2 separate regions of the Rattus norvegicus genome follow, and region 1 is linked to region 2. The links are chromatin contacts, called in public Hi-C maps. All regions are on one chromosome and are shown on one strand. Each heading gives the region's core, a stretch centred on a gene start, on an enhancer-like site or on the middle of the called end of the contact. The rest is flanking DNA. Distances are from core to core; before and after follow the strand shown. Region 1 holds the start of Zmiz1 (zinc finger, MIZ-type containing 1). Region 2 overlaps LOC120097392 (a long non-coding RNA gene).

The links. A called contact is a pair of places that touch in the nucleus more often than the background predicts.
Region 1: a Hi-C map of the A7r5 cell line shows a contact between it and region 2, with 2.8 times the contacts expected there. The contact joins the promoter of Zmiz1 here to the enhancer-like site in region 2. A contact is called at or near these places in 10 of 12 Hi-C or Micro-C datasets (the A7r5 cell line, Schwann cells, frontal cortex and 5 more) and 1 of 1 datasets of contacts at active chromatin or transcription factors (oligodendrocytes).

What each region holds. Positions count from the first base shown.
Region 1 is chr16:1,029,394-1,035,907 of GRCr8, forward strand. It overlaps Zmiz1 (zinc finger, MIZ-type containing 1), which reads left to right and starts at 4,767. Exons shown (of 24, transcript NM_001108393.1): 1 at 4,767-5,097. LOC120097507 (a long non-coding RNA gene) reads right to left here and starts at 2,611. Exons shown (of 2, transcript XR_010058530.1): 1 at 1-2,611.
Region 2 is chr16:964,561-971,704 of GRCr8, forward strand. LOC120097392 (a long non-coding RNA gene) reads left to right here. Exons shown (of 3, transcript XR_010058529.1): 3 at 2,782-5,020. Among named protein-coding and RNA genes, the nearest start is that of Zmiz1, 66 kb to the right of the region's middle. Within about 2 kb of position 1,666, at least 1 of the 93 cell types and tissues checked has an H3K27ac peak or open chromatin away from gene starts, as enhancers often do. A contact at or near this core is called in the A7r5 cell line, where this site is marked.

The DNA.
Region 1 (6,514 bases), core at 3,517-6,016, 68 kb after region 2:
TGTGTCTTAGGAAACAAAAGGAGCTTGTGCAAAAGCATGCAAGGAGTCGTATGCTTGAAGTGGTGGCTCTCCTGGAAGCCACCGAGCATGAAAAACATGAAGACACAGGTTAGGGCAGGAGAGTGTGAAAAGAGTGCATACATGAGACGTCAGGCCTGAGCTCTTTTATAGGGTGAAGGTGCTGCAGGACAGAGGCAGGAAGCCACTGTGCTCCGCCCCTGGCATGCTACTGTTTGTCTCCCCAGCTGCCCTTCCGCACACAGCCTGCTGCTTGGCAGAGCTCTGGCTGTATGGACAGGGTGCTGGCTGCAGGAAGTGGCCCACCTTTCATGCTTTCTCTGTACTTCCCAGGCCTGTGGCCTAGGGAAAGGCACCGCCTCCCTCTGTACCTCATCTTAGTCACCCATCGAAGCGCCCTTGTGAGGATCAGAGAATGGCAAAACAAGATGACACATCCTAGCTGGGTATATGACGGCCCACAGCTGTAATCCCAGCATTCAACCAACGCAGGACTCGAGTCCAAAGGTCAGTCTGGACCACGTGACAAGACCTTGTCTCAACGTGCCCCCAGCCTCCCAAGAAACCAATACGAATGGGTCCTAGATGGTCATAGTACTGGGAATCTTCCTCTGGCACCTCAGTTTTCTAGTGTTCAGAGAAAGGAGAAGAATGTAGCTGGCACTCTGTGCTAGAGGGTACAGGCTTTCTGAGCAGGATCCAAAGGTTCCTGGTCAACCACAGGTGAAGACTAATTATGTCCAGGAAGGGCTTAGACAGACAGAGATCAGTTCCTAGCAGGTAGTTGGTTAAATTCTTCCCCTTGAAGCACTTCAAAGGTCACCTCACCTGTATCATCCCTAGTAATGAGATGAGCTCAGGGGTGCAGCTAGACCTGGAATCCTACCCTGGAGCAGCCAGGCAACCTCTGTGCTCTTCCATCAGCCTGGTGATGCCAGGTTAGAGACATGGAAGGAGGGAGCGGGGAGCTCCTTTTCACACGTCTTTTGACTCCAGAGCAGAGAGGAACGAAGTGCCACCTTTACGACTGGTCCTGCCTCAGCCTACTGATGGCAGCCTGGTCCAGAGGCCATACTCACTGCACACTGCATAGATCCTCCAATCACTGCCTCCCTCTTGGCCCTTGGACTTTCTGCCTCCTACGACTCAGGCCCCGCCCTGCCCTAGCAGTGGCCCTCTTCCTTAGTCTTGATGGTTCCACCAGGGTAAGAAACTAGAGGCACTTAAACCTGCTGGAAAGGTGGCTGTGAACTGAGCCTGCTTTGCACAATGCATACTCTGGTGGGTACTGAAGCTGCCTTTTGAGCCAGGGGAACTACGGGAACCTACATTGACTGGGCATAGTGTACTTTGCATCTCTCTGTTTCAACCCAGGCCTATTGCTGACGCTGAGATTGGGAACAGCAAGGCTTGGTCAGTGTTACGAAACCTAGCCTTTAGTTTATAGAGGGCCCAGAAAGGAAGAACAATTTGCCTAGGACTACACAGAATTTCTGGAGGAGAATGCAGAGCAGTTGGCTAACAAGAGGTTGTATTAATAAAGGCCTGAGCCCCTTTGGAGGGACCAATGATGTCCCTAACTGCAGGCAATAAGTGAATGTCATAATTCCTCACTCAGCACACAGTAGGCACTAAATAAGCCATCCCTTCTAGGACTCCAGAGGGAGCCAACTGGCCCAGTAACCTCTTGGGCAGAGAAACGGAGATAACACGGGCCCGGAAATCCCAATGCTTGTGGCATGGGTTCCTCACAAGAGGCCTGAGTGTGATTCTCAGATTTATTGCTCTCAAGGTGTCATGCTTGGTGGGCGGGGAAGGCAGAAAGCAACACGGACTCTGTCCTGTTGGACTCCCCTATCCTCTGCAGCTACTTCTGCATTTCCAGGCTAGAAATAAGGGGTTGGGGACCAGCATGGTGGCTCATCATTGGTAAAGGCTGCCAAACCTGAGGATCGGAGTTCAACCCCCAGGACCTACATTGGTGGAAAGAGAGAACTAATTCCCCAAAGTTGTCCTCCAGTCTTCATGTATCTCCTTCCCCTCAAATCAATACATGCAATGTAAGTTTTTAAGAAAGGGGGTGGGGCCTTCTGCACAGGAGCTTCTGAACATGAAAGTTGGAGAAAGATCAAATTCCAGGGCTGAGTGCCATAACTTAGTGGACGTCAAGAGAACAGGAACTGGCCCTGGTGTTGCATGGGGCTATTCTTGCATCTCAAGGCTGAGAGGGGCTTTGGTGCTGGGGCGGGGTAGCCTTCTGGATGTCCCAATGCTGTGACTGAGCAGGATGCCTGTGACTCCCTTCAGCAAACTGATTTCTCATTTTACAAGTCAAGCTTTCCAGGATTTCTCAGACTATTCTCCCCAACCTGAGCCACCCACCGGGTAAGGGCGGGGGACGCAAGGGGGGTGTCTTCTTCTTGGAAATGTACTGAGACCAGGCCATTCCAGTGTCCCTAAAGGTCTGCAAGTGATTTCATGCCACCCACTTTCCCTAGGGATACTCAGCTGCCACCTGTGGGTGGGTAGTGGAGCAAGTTGCTAACAGTTCATCCCTTGTGACTGTCCGAGGACTGAGGCAGCACCGCCCCTACCCCACCCCCACCCGCACCCGATAGCAGCAGGAGTCAGAATTTGCCTCGGGAAAGGTAGTCGTCGTCCCCCCACCCCCACCCCGCACCCAGACGACACCCTTGCCCCATGTCCCTGTGGACCTGAGCTGCAGTCTGCCCTCAGGAATTCCAGTCTGACTTCACGGCTGCCAGACATTCACAGCTTTGAGAATGATTTCAAAGCTAGCAAACACATTTTGCCTTCTTGTCTTGGTGATGGAAGGAGTGATCTTTCTGGCCCTGAAGGAGTTCAAGCCGAGGTCAGATCAGCCAGCCCTCTGAAGGATATTCTAAACTGGGGGTCTGTGGTGGGGGAGCTCTCCAGCCCGCTCCCCTGTTGGCCCGCGGTGCGCTATGATCACCACCCAAGAGGCTTAGGACTCGCGAGTCTGCGTGGCACGTCTGCACTCCCATGCGGACCTCGTCAATCAAACTGCTGCCCCGGCGAGGCCAAGACTTCATCCGCCCGCCCCAGGCCCTGAGAAAGACCCCCGCCCGGGCGGCCAGCCCGAACCCGCCCCCAGCGGTGTCATTGTTCTCTGACGTCACGAAGCGGCTCCGCCCCTCTCCCCCCACCTTTCCTCCCCACCTCCGGTTCCCCCGGCTGGCGGCCAAGCTGCCTCCGTCGACCCGGCAGAGCAAGGCTCCCCCCGCGGCCCAGCCGGGGCTGCGCCCCCTTGCGCTCTTCCCAACTTGCCTTTGTTATTCCAGCTCCCTTCCTCGCCTCGCCTCCGACACCGTGGCTGCCTGCAAAAAGCGGAGCACGGAGTCATCGCCACACCTGGAGTCCCTAGCGGGCTCCAGCCCAAGCCTCCCCCGCCTGCTCTGAAGGGGAGTGCGTGTGCGCGCGCGCGCGTGTCCAGCCCAGACGCTAGTTATCTTTAGGACTAGAGTCCTTCTAATCAGGAGGCGGATGGGGTTGAGGAAGGGATGTGGAAGAGTAAGGGGAAATGTGTGGTATGTGTACGTGAACCAGAGACGTAGTGCACGGGGGAATGCCTCGTGTTTTGTTTTTGTTTTGTTTTTTTAACGTACCGGGGATGGCATACAGCGATATTTGTGTGTACAATTGTATGACTCCAGGTGCACGGGCATATCTGGGATGGAAAGTGTGTGTACAAGTGTGTGTCGGGGTCGTGCATGCTATGCGTGCCTTGCTGAAAGGTAGGCGCAAATCGGCGTGCCGTTTGTGTAGGAGTTTTTGTGTGAGTGGCAATGGACCTGAGCCAAAGGGAGTGCGCGCTTGGATACATTTAGGGGCCGGTCTGCGAGGAAAGCCCCCGCGAGTGGGCGCACCTAATTGTGCTTCGTGAGTGCCCTAAGGCACGACAGGAGTGGAGCCCAGCTCTGGGCTGTGAGCCGGTTGGGTTATTTCCACCTCTGCAAATTGGGAGCGCTCAGCTCGCAGCGCTCCAGGCGCTTCCTACCAAGCATTATGGCGTTCTTGCTCTAAACTTCAAGTAGCAGTGGTTACCTCTGTATCCCTCGCTCCTTCTCATATGTCAATGGAAGCGCACTTCCACCTCCCCCTACGTCACCCGTGGTAGTGAAGATTAGGGTCCTCTCACCCTCTGTCCCAAAGTCTCCGGGGGAAACTCCGCACACCGTGTCTCATTAGCCACCCAGTCACCCCAATTCAGGTGGCTAACAGAACCTAAGGCCCCAGAGCCAGGGTACCAGCAGGAAGCGGGGTATGCCTTCTGGCAATAATTTTGCTCCTACCAATGTGGTCCTTTCCTAGGCACATCAGTCTCCCGGCTCCAAACTTATGGAATGGCGGGGGGGGGGGGGCGTTAAAGAGCAGTGAAGGGAGGTGAGAGGAGGGACGAGAGAGTGAGCAAAGCAGCATATGAGGGTAAGGGTGGCGAGGAGCCTAACAGGGTCTGGAAGAGAGCTGAGACCTGGGCACAGGGAACAGAGGGAGGAAAAGAAGGGAAAGGGGAGAGGCGGAAGGGAAAGGAAAGGGAAAAGGAGAGCGCAGCGAGCGCGCAGATGGAGAGCGAACCAAGGCCAGCAGACCTGCGCGCTGGAGGCGCGGCGCTCCGCTCCCGCCATTACTCCGTGCCGGCTTTTGCGGGAGGCCGGCGGCGCGGGGCCCTTTGGAAATAGAATAGCCAATGTAATCTGACACTTCAACTTGCTCGGCTCCGGGCGAGTTGATTCACTTACTCACCCCCTAACGCCGAGTTCCTTTTCACTGTCTGTGGACATTAAAAAAGCGAGCGGCGGCGGCGGGCGCCCCGGAGAGCAAGCGGCCGGCCGGGCGAGCTGCGATCGGGCCGCAGAGCAAGCGAGCAGCGCCCGCGCAGCGCGCTGACCCTATCGCCGGCCGGTGAGGAGCGGGAACCAGAGCCGGAGCCGAGTGGATCTCCGCGCTCTCGCTGCGCTCCTCCGGGCTCCAGCCTGCCCTACACGGCGGTGGCAGCGGCGCGTCCTCCAGCGGTGGCAGTGGTGCTCGCAGAGCCCGGTAAGTTTGGGGACAGAGCCAAGCGCCCGTTAGCTCCGAGGCTTCCACCCGCTCCCGGCGGATCGTCAGGGTGCGAGCGCCGGGTACTGTACTAGGGCTTTCCGCTTAAAGGTTTAGCTCCGGCCGGGCGAGAGAAGCCAGCCGTGCGGGCTCGGCGCTGCTGCCCTGGCCGCCGGGGGCGGAGGCCCTGGCCACCAGCGAGCACCCAGCTTGTGTAGAGCGACTCCGGATGAGCGCGGGGACCCGGGGGTTTTCGGATGTACGGGGCGCCGGTGTGGTTGTGCGCGCGGACTCGGTGCCCGCCTCCTGCCGGCGCGCCTCCAGCCGTCGCTCCGAACAGTCGGGGGCCGGCCGGGATACGGATTCGGAGGAGGGAGGAGAGGACCCGGGAAGAACTGGCTGGGTCTCCCTTGCTCCTTTTGGAAAGATATGAAGTTGTGCTCCTGTGTGCGTAGGAGAACCGCCAGGAAGGCGCTGGATTCTAGGGTGGCCAGGGGTTGGTGATGTTAAGTTGTGCCTCCAAATTTCTATGGAGAACACACTTTTGTACATGGGAGATGGGGGCGCGGTTAAGTTGTTTTGGGGGGAGAATAGCTCGGGGAAACGCGGCGCGTGGCTAAAGCAGGACACGTTGAGGAGATGTGTTGAGGCTTCTCGTTCGGGCTTCGGAAGCCGAAGGGGCTTTCAGGCCAACGTCTGGCCGGGGCTGCCCCAGTCGGGAGGCGAGCCCAAGGGGAAGATGTGTGTGTGTGTGTGTGTGTGTGTGTGTGTGTGTGTGTGTGTGTGTGTGTGTGTGTGTGTGTGTGTGTGTATGCGCGCGCGCGTTGCAAATACGAAAGTAATTTCCCCGTGTTCTTTCTTCCTCTCTGTCTCCGGCGGCGACGGCGGCGACGGCGGCCCCGGGGGAGTGGGAGGCCGACCCGGGAGGAGGTTGGGGGGCCGGGCCGGAGCTGAAGCTGGGTCCGGATTGTGGGAGGGAAGCTCTGAAAGCTTGTTTCACATTCCTGGCGTCAGGGCCAGGGAGAAAACAGTGGGGAGCACGGCCTCGGTGTCGTGGTGCAGGCTGCGGGATCGCGTCGCCCCCTGGCCGGGGACATCTGTCCAGGAAGCTGGCCAGGCAGGGAGAGGGCGCGGTGCAGAGGGCAGGCTCCCCGCCCTGGAGCGGTGGGGGCGCGGGAGAGGGGCGGCCTCCTCTCCCGGCCATTGTGCGCCAGCAGATTTTCACGGGAGACTGCCCCGAAGCCGCGGGAGAAGGCCAGGAGCCGGCCACAGCCTCGGGTTTAAAAGACACTCCAGGAATGTAAACAACCCGGGCGGGAGGGCTAGCGGACGGGAGCGCGCCAGGACTGCGGGCCTGGGCCCCCCACCCTTCCCGGGGGAAAACGGATCGGCGCGGCTACTCTGCCCTTTCCTTTAC
Region 2 (7,144 bases), core at 416-2,915:
CTTACTGAATTTTGGCAGGCAGCAGCCACACCTCCATTCACTTTACTAATACCCCTATTGGGGAGAAACACCTGTACCTGCTGCCAGAGATACAGCCCTATTGCCCTGAGTCCCAGGGTGAGGAAGAAACAAACAATCAAGTCTCAACAGCTCAGAGCCTGAGGAACAACTAGGAGGGTAATACTCCATGCATGGGTCTGGAACGATCTCCAGGGAAAAGAAGTTAACTTGAACTCTGAAGCCAATTGCCCCCTAAGGGGTATACAATGGCTAAAGGCCTGGAGCTGGGACACCAGCTCAGGAGGTATATTGAAGATCACAGTGCCTGGCCCTTGAGCAAAGAGTAGGAGGGATGGAAAGAGAAAACCCCAGGCCAGGGTTGAAGAGCCTTCCAGATAGAGCAAGACCTTAAGGTTTGACCCAGAATCCTGGGGGCTCTATTGATGTTAGGTAATATTAATGGGAGTCCACCTGTACTGCCTGGACTGTGCTCTGTCTATTTTGCCTTCGTTAAGTCTCACTGGGACCATGTGCAGGTCTGGCATATTGCTGTACAAGATGGAGTAAGTTCAGTGGATGGGACACAGTCCCATTATCACAGCCAAAACGGTGATGGATGGCTAATCTAACTTGTCAACTTGACAACATCTGAAATCATCTAAAATCCAAGCTGCGGGTGTGAAGGGTTTTCTTAATCAGACTATTTGAAGGAAGAATGCCCACCCTAAATCTGGGTCACACTTTCTGGTGGCAACCCACATGGAAGGACATGGAAGAAGGAAACTTTGCTTCTTCCCTGTTTACTGGTAAGCTCACCCTCACATATACCGGTGAGCTCGTTTACCCTATAGATGCCCCTGTATTAGATCCAACTTCTTCAGGATTCCATCACAGACGAAATACCAACACTTCTCCAGCAAGCCGCCAGCACTCCAGCACTGGACTAGGGCTGCACGGACATCCAGCCTTGTGGATGGGACAGCCATTGTTGGACTAATTGGACCATATCCTGGAAGTCAAGCTAATAACTGACCTCCAGGTAGGGTGTGCAGCTTTTGAGATACTTCTAATTATGTATCCCTGGCTATTCTGGAACTCACTAGGTAGACCAGACTGACCTCAAAGTCACAGAAATCTGCCTGCCTCTGACTCTCAATTTTAATGTATTTTTACATTTTATCAGTTCTGTTCTTTCTGAGGACCCTTAATTAATACGACAACTGCCCAACTGGGAAGTATGAAGTGTTTTCACATCAGTAGAGCCAGAGGCCCCTCATGAGGCACTGCTTCTGTTGGGGAGTCTTAGGTTGTCCATCCACAAAATGACAAGGCAGAACTTCTTGATTCGACCTGTACCGTGTCACCAAGTTACCATCTCATCCACATCACCGCTCCTCAGTGTCTCTTGGCAAGCAGACTCCTTTCCCTTTCCCCTGGAGACTAGGCAGAGCTGAGGAACATGAACCTTATGTTTCTAGAGCCTAGAATGATCCACCAGCAGGGCACCGCGACACCAGTACAGGGTGCACACCAGCGTCCAGGGGCAAGGCCCAGTGCCTAGTCTAGAAGCCCTGACACAAGAAGGAAGAGCTGCTTCCCCACACACAGCAAACCAGTAAGTGGTTAGCCCCTCCCATGACAACAGGCCCTCTGCTGTAAAAGGACCAACCAAGGTTCCCTGGCCATCATGACATGCGCTGACATCGTCACTCTGGCTCTACCGAGCAGATGCCAGGAGCTCTTATCTCAACAACCCCTGCTGAAGTCTCCATGACCCTGAGAAAGGGTAAAGCTGAAGTAACCCATGGCTCCTCTGCGATGTCGGGGCTGAGCTGAGCACATCACAGGGAGGGGCACACGTGGGTCTCGCCTCAGTCTTTACAACCCTGTGCTCCTTTTCCATCCTTTAAGACCTCAGAGGGGACCCTCCAAATTACTGCCTCTGTGTTTGTGACAATGGGCTGGTGGCAGTGAAAGACGGGGTCTTTATTTAATGTAGGAACTATGTCAAGAAGACTAGAGTTCGCTCCATCCCTGAGCCATTCCAGTCCCTCACGTTCGTTCAGGTCTCCTGTGCATAGCTTTAAAAGGTGGATTCTGCAGCATCAACCTAAGAAGAGGAGAAGAGGCCAGAACAGTCCCACTGAATGGCAAAGTTTTACGCTGACCACTCTCTGTTTGACTGGAATGGGAAGTGACTGGGAATGGGTACAGGGTTTCTTTGAGGAATGATTAAAATGTTCTAAAATTAGACTGTAGTAGCTGAGGGTATGGCTTAGTAGAATGCTTACCTAGCAAGCATGGAGCTCTGGGTTCATTCGCCAGCATGTCATAAAGCAGGAGAGACAGGCAGCCCATTAGAGATGGCAGTTCAACTCTGTAGATGGACTAGGGGCCACTGAGATACACGTTTTAAAGTAAAATTTAAAAAAAATATAGATGACCAAAAATCTTTCTAATCTTCTGAAATAATTTTAAAAAAAGAACATATTAAAATGCCTATCCCTAGAATTTCCACAAGAGAAATCCCCTTTTCCCAAAAAGTTTGAATCTTCATAGACTACAGACTCCATACATGCCCAAAGCTAAAACCCAGCATGACCTTGGATTTCGCAGCCCAGGGCCTCATGAGTTTGAGAGGGACACTCCAACGAAAGCAGACAAACGGAGACTCAGGCATGAAGAGACCACAGGAATGGTGCCCTGTCCTGAGCCTGAGTAGGCATGGCCCTACCCACAGAACCTGAGTCTTTAGCTTCCCTTTTCTTCCCTCCATCCTAGGAATGGAATCCAAGAAACTCCAGTGTTCCAAGGACCCAGGCGGGCATCCTAACCTCAGCCTGGAGAATCACCCTCTGTCCCCAATCCCTGAAGAGCCAGCCATCCCCACTTGCCCCAAAGCAGTCAGGCTCAGTCCTGGAGTCCTTCCTTTGTTCCTGCTCACACCTCCTTTCTCCCAGTACCCAGCAGGGTGGGAAGGAGGGCTCTCTGCCTCACTTCTGAACTCTGTCCACATGCCCCACCCCACCCAGGGGCAGGGTAGAAACCCCAAGTGACCCTCTACTCCAAGCAGAACAGGTAGCTGGAGGCAGCCTCCCTTCAGCTAAATGCAGGGTCCTCAAAGGACATAGTCTCTCTGCTGAGTCCTGGCAGAGAGAATCTAGTGATCCAGATAGGTACAGCTGGGGAGAATAAGGCTACAAGGGGAAGAAGGAAAGGCCCACCTAGGGTCTCACATACACAGAGTATCTGTGGTCAGGCTGTGATGTTCATTCAACTCAGACTGTCAAAACTAGTGTAAACACAAAAGCCATCCCCCCTCCCTTCCTTTCTATCCCTCCCTCATTCCCTCCCTTCCTCTTTTCCTTCCTCCCTTCTTCCTTCCCCTTCCTCTTTTCCTTCCTCCATAATTCCCTTTCCCCTTCCTCTTTCCTTTCTCTCCCTTCTCCCTTTCCTCCCTCTCTCCCTGGCTCCTTTCCTTCTTCTCTTCCTTTTCTGACTTCCCCTTTTCCTCTCTTCCTCCCTCCCTTCCTCCCTTCATTACACCCTTTCTTCCTTCCTCCTTCCCTCCATTCTTTTCTCCTTTTCTCTCCCTTCTTGTCTTCCCCATCAAGTTTGTTAACCACAGAGAGCAGATGTTTTTTCTAATGTCTCTGAGTTTCAAGAAAACAAATCACTCAGAAAACAAAACAGAAATAAACACAATGACATGATCCGACCTGAGGGTTTTTGTTTTGTTTGGGGTTTTTTGGGGTGGAAGGTGTTCTTTTTTACTTTGCTCACAAGTATAAGTCAAGACCTGACTGTAAGGCCAGAGTCAACTCCACCAGCCCCAGCTGAAGCTGCTCAGTCAGATGCTGCAGGAGCCTCTGCCAGGGTAGCACACTCAAAGGCTGGCAGACAGGGGCTGGGTTCCTTCCCACAGACATCTCTGTTGGGCTGTGCCATGAGCCCCTTGCAGGGCATGGCCTCTGAATTTCAGTTCTAGTACAGAGTTCCACAGCAAGGATGCAGAAACTGCTAACTCCTAAAAAAAATCTGTGCCTAGAGATGCATACAATATTGTCTACCATATTTTACTGGGTAAGAATTTCCAAAAGCCCACTCAAGAGTAGATCCCACCCCACCCCCGCATACCCATTATATGGGAAAGGGGGCTCATTAAGAAACCACCAAAACGACTCTTCCATCACTGGGGGAAGTCTTTCATTGTGAATGAGAGAAAGAGAATATCCAGAGGCATCTGGAAGAGTTCAGAGCAGAGAGAAAAAGAAGCAGACTGAACACAGTCGGGGCTGGGTGAGCCAAGTGTGGAAAAATTGAGCAGTGATATGGAGAACAGTAGCTTGGCGGAGGGAAGCTGGAGAGTTGGAGCGGACCTGGGGGCTTAGAGAAGATTCGAGAAGAACCTGGATATTAGTGTGGAGGCTTTGAGATGTATGACAGGTACTTGTGGATGGGGAGTATAGCAGCCTGGAGAACAGCGAGGCTTTGATACAAGGCTACAGGTATATGTCAGTGGAAAGGCACATGTCCCTTCTGCCAAAGGCAAGGAAAATAGCTCCTTTTCACTGGCAGAAACTAGTCACAAGTTACTGAAGAATGCTGGCTTTTATCTAACTGCCAGAAATCCTTCTATAGTTCAGCTTGAATTGACCAACACTGTGATTTCTGGACAAAAGCACTTCCTGAGACCTCTGAGAGGTGTATCGAGGCAGTAGTTTGTCTGTTTGTTGAAACGGGGTTTCTGTGTAGCCCTGGCTGTCCTGGAACTCAGTCTGTAGACCAGGCTGAGCAGAGATCCACCTGTCTCCTGGGCGCTGGGACTAAAGTGTGCAAGGCCACTGCCTGCCTAAGACATTTAGCTTTAAGACTACCACAGTATAAAGGATCAGGATACAAAAATCAGTTGTATTTCTATTCAGTAGTAATGAGCAGTTGGAAAATAAAATTAAGAAAATAACCTATTCATGCCACAAAACAGAATAAAATATTTAGAAGTAAACTAACAAAAGAAACAATTACACTCAGAAGACAAAAAAAGTAAAAGAAAATAAAACATTAGTAAAAGGAATGAAAGGACGTGCAAATAAATGGAAAATCTAAGTTAGTGTTCACAAATTGGAAAGCAATGTGATTAAAATGGCAATTTCCCCCAAAAAAATTACCATCAAAATCCCTATCAAAACCTGCATCAAAATCTCAACAGGCTGTGCTTGCAAATGTTGTTTAAGCTGATCCTACAGTGTAAGTGGGGACAAAGCAGGGTTGAAGGGCTCATATCAGCCAGACAATAAAGGGCCAAGTAGAAGGGTCTGCACTAGAGAGTCTAATAGCAGAGTCATGCCAAGACCAGACTGGAGGTCAGCACTGCAGAGTGCTGTCGGAGATGCATGCACACACACACGCACACACACACACACACACACACACACTCACACACACACACACTCACACGCACATATGCACGCATGCACACACACACAGGCACGCACACACGCTCAATCATCTTTCAACAGACTGTCAAGTACACTAAGGAGGAAAGCAGAGACTCTCTAATAAGTGATGTGTGCCCCAACAATTGAATAATTAGCTGCCAAAAAGAAATATCAACTCAGATTTTCCATAGAATTACTCAAAATGGATCCATGCTCTTAAGGTAAACACTAAAACTATACAGTGTCTGGGGGGGAAAGAAATCAAGAGAAACTATTTGTGACATTGGATTTAGTAAAGATTTCTCAGCGGTGGCAAGAAAACACCATCTATAATTTTTAAAAATGATGTTAGACTTTATCAAAGTAACAAACTTCGACACCACATCTAGGGGAGGTAGAAAATGAAAAGGGACATCGAGGAGGTAACATGGCAGCATCCAGGCAGGCATGGTGCAGGAGAAGCTGAGAGTTCTGCCTCTTGTTGCAAAGGCAGCTGGGAGAAGACTGGCTTCCAAGCAGTTAGGACAAGGGTCTTAAAGCCACGCACACAATGACACACCTACTCCAACAAGGCCACACCTAATCCAACAAGACCACACCTACTCCAACAAGACCACACCTACTCCAACAAGACCACACCTACTCCAACAAGACCACACCTACTCCAACAAGACCACACCTACTCCAACAAGGCCACACCTAATCCAACAAGACCACACCCACTCCAACAAGACCACACCTCCTAATAGTGCCATTCTCTGAGCCAAGTATATACAAACCATCACATACACCTTGGAACACAGTCCTAATCCAGTGCCCAAGATAAACATATTTCTTTTGAAAAGGAAGTGAAAAGACAACTACAAATAGGAAGAAAATGGTTACAAATAAAAACTAACAATGAAGGAGCCACATTGAGAATATATAAAAAAAAAACCTACAACTCAATGAAACAAACAACCAGAGCAGGGTTAGCTCAGTGGTAGAGCCCATGCATGGCATTCTGGGGCCTGGAGTTCAATCCCCAAAAGAATAGAAGGAAGAAGAAAGGGAGGGAAGGAAGAAGAGAGAGAGGGGAAGGGAGAAATAAGCTCGTTACCAAAGAGACACAAATGAACCATCAGTTCACGAAAAGTAACTCACTGTCATTAGTCATGAGGGAAACATGAATTTAATCCACAAGGAGGAACCCCTATGTACCTCATAAAAAATGGTTCTAATAAAATAAAAAATTAAAAAGCAGGAAGCAACACTTGTTAGAGAGAAGATAGAGAAACCGAACCTTCCCCCTTTGGTAGTAAGCACATAAAACTATGGTCATATTGTTTTGTTTTGCTTTGTTTTGTCTTGTCTTGTGAGATGGGGTCTCACTATGTAAATGGAGCTGTCTTTGAACCCTTGACCTTTCTGCCTCAATCTTTGGAATGCTGGGATTCCAGTGTGCACCACTTCATCAGGATCCAACCAACATTTTGGAGAAAAGTGGACAATTCCTTAAACAGTGTCCATTGACCATAGAACTCTGGAGTATGAGACCAGGAAAAGATGGGAATATATGACCACATGAGAAGGTGACCCATAAATGTTTGACACAGGATTTGTTTGAGGTCATCACACCTTGGAAGCAACGCAGACATTTGTGAGCTGGAGACAGAAACATAGCCTAGCCCCCTCACTAGAATACTCCTTATCAATGAGAAAGAAAT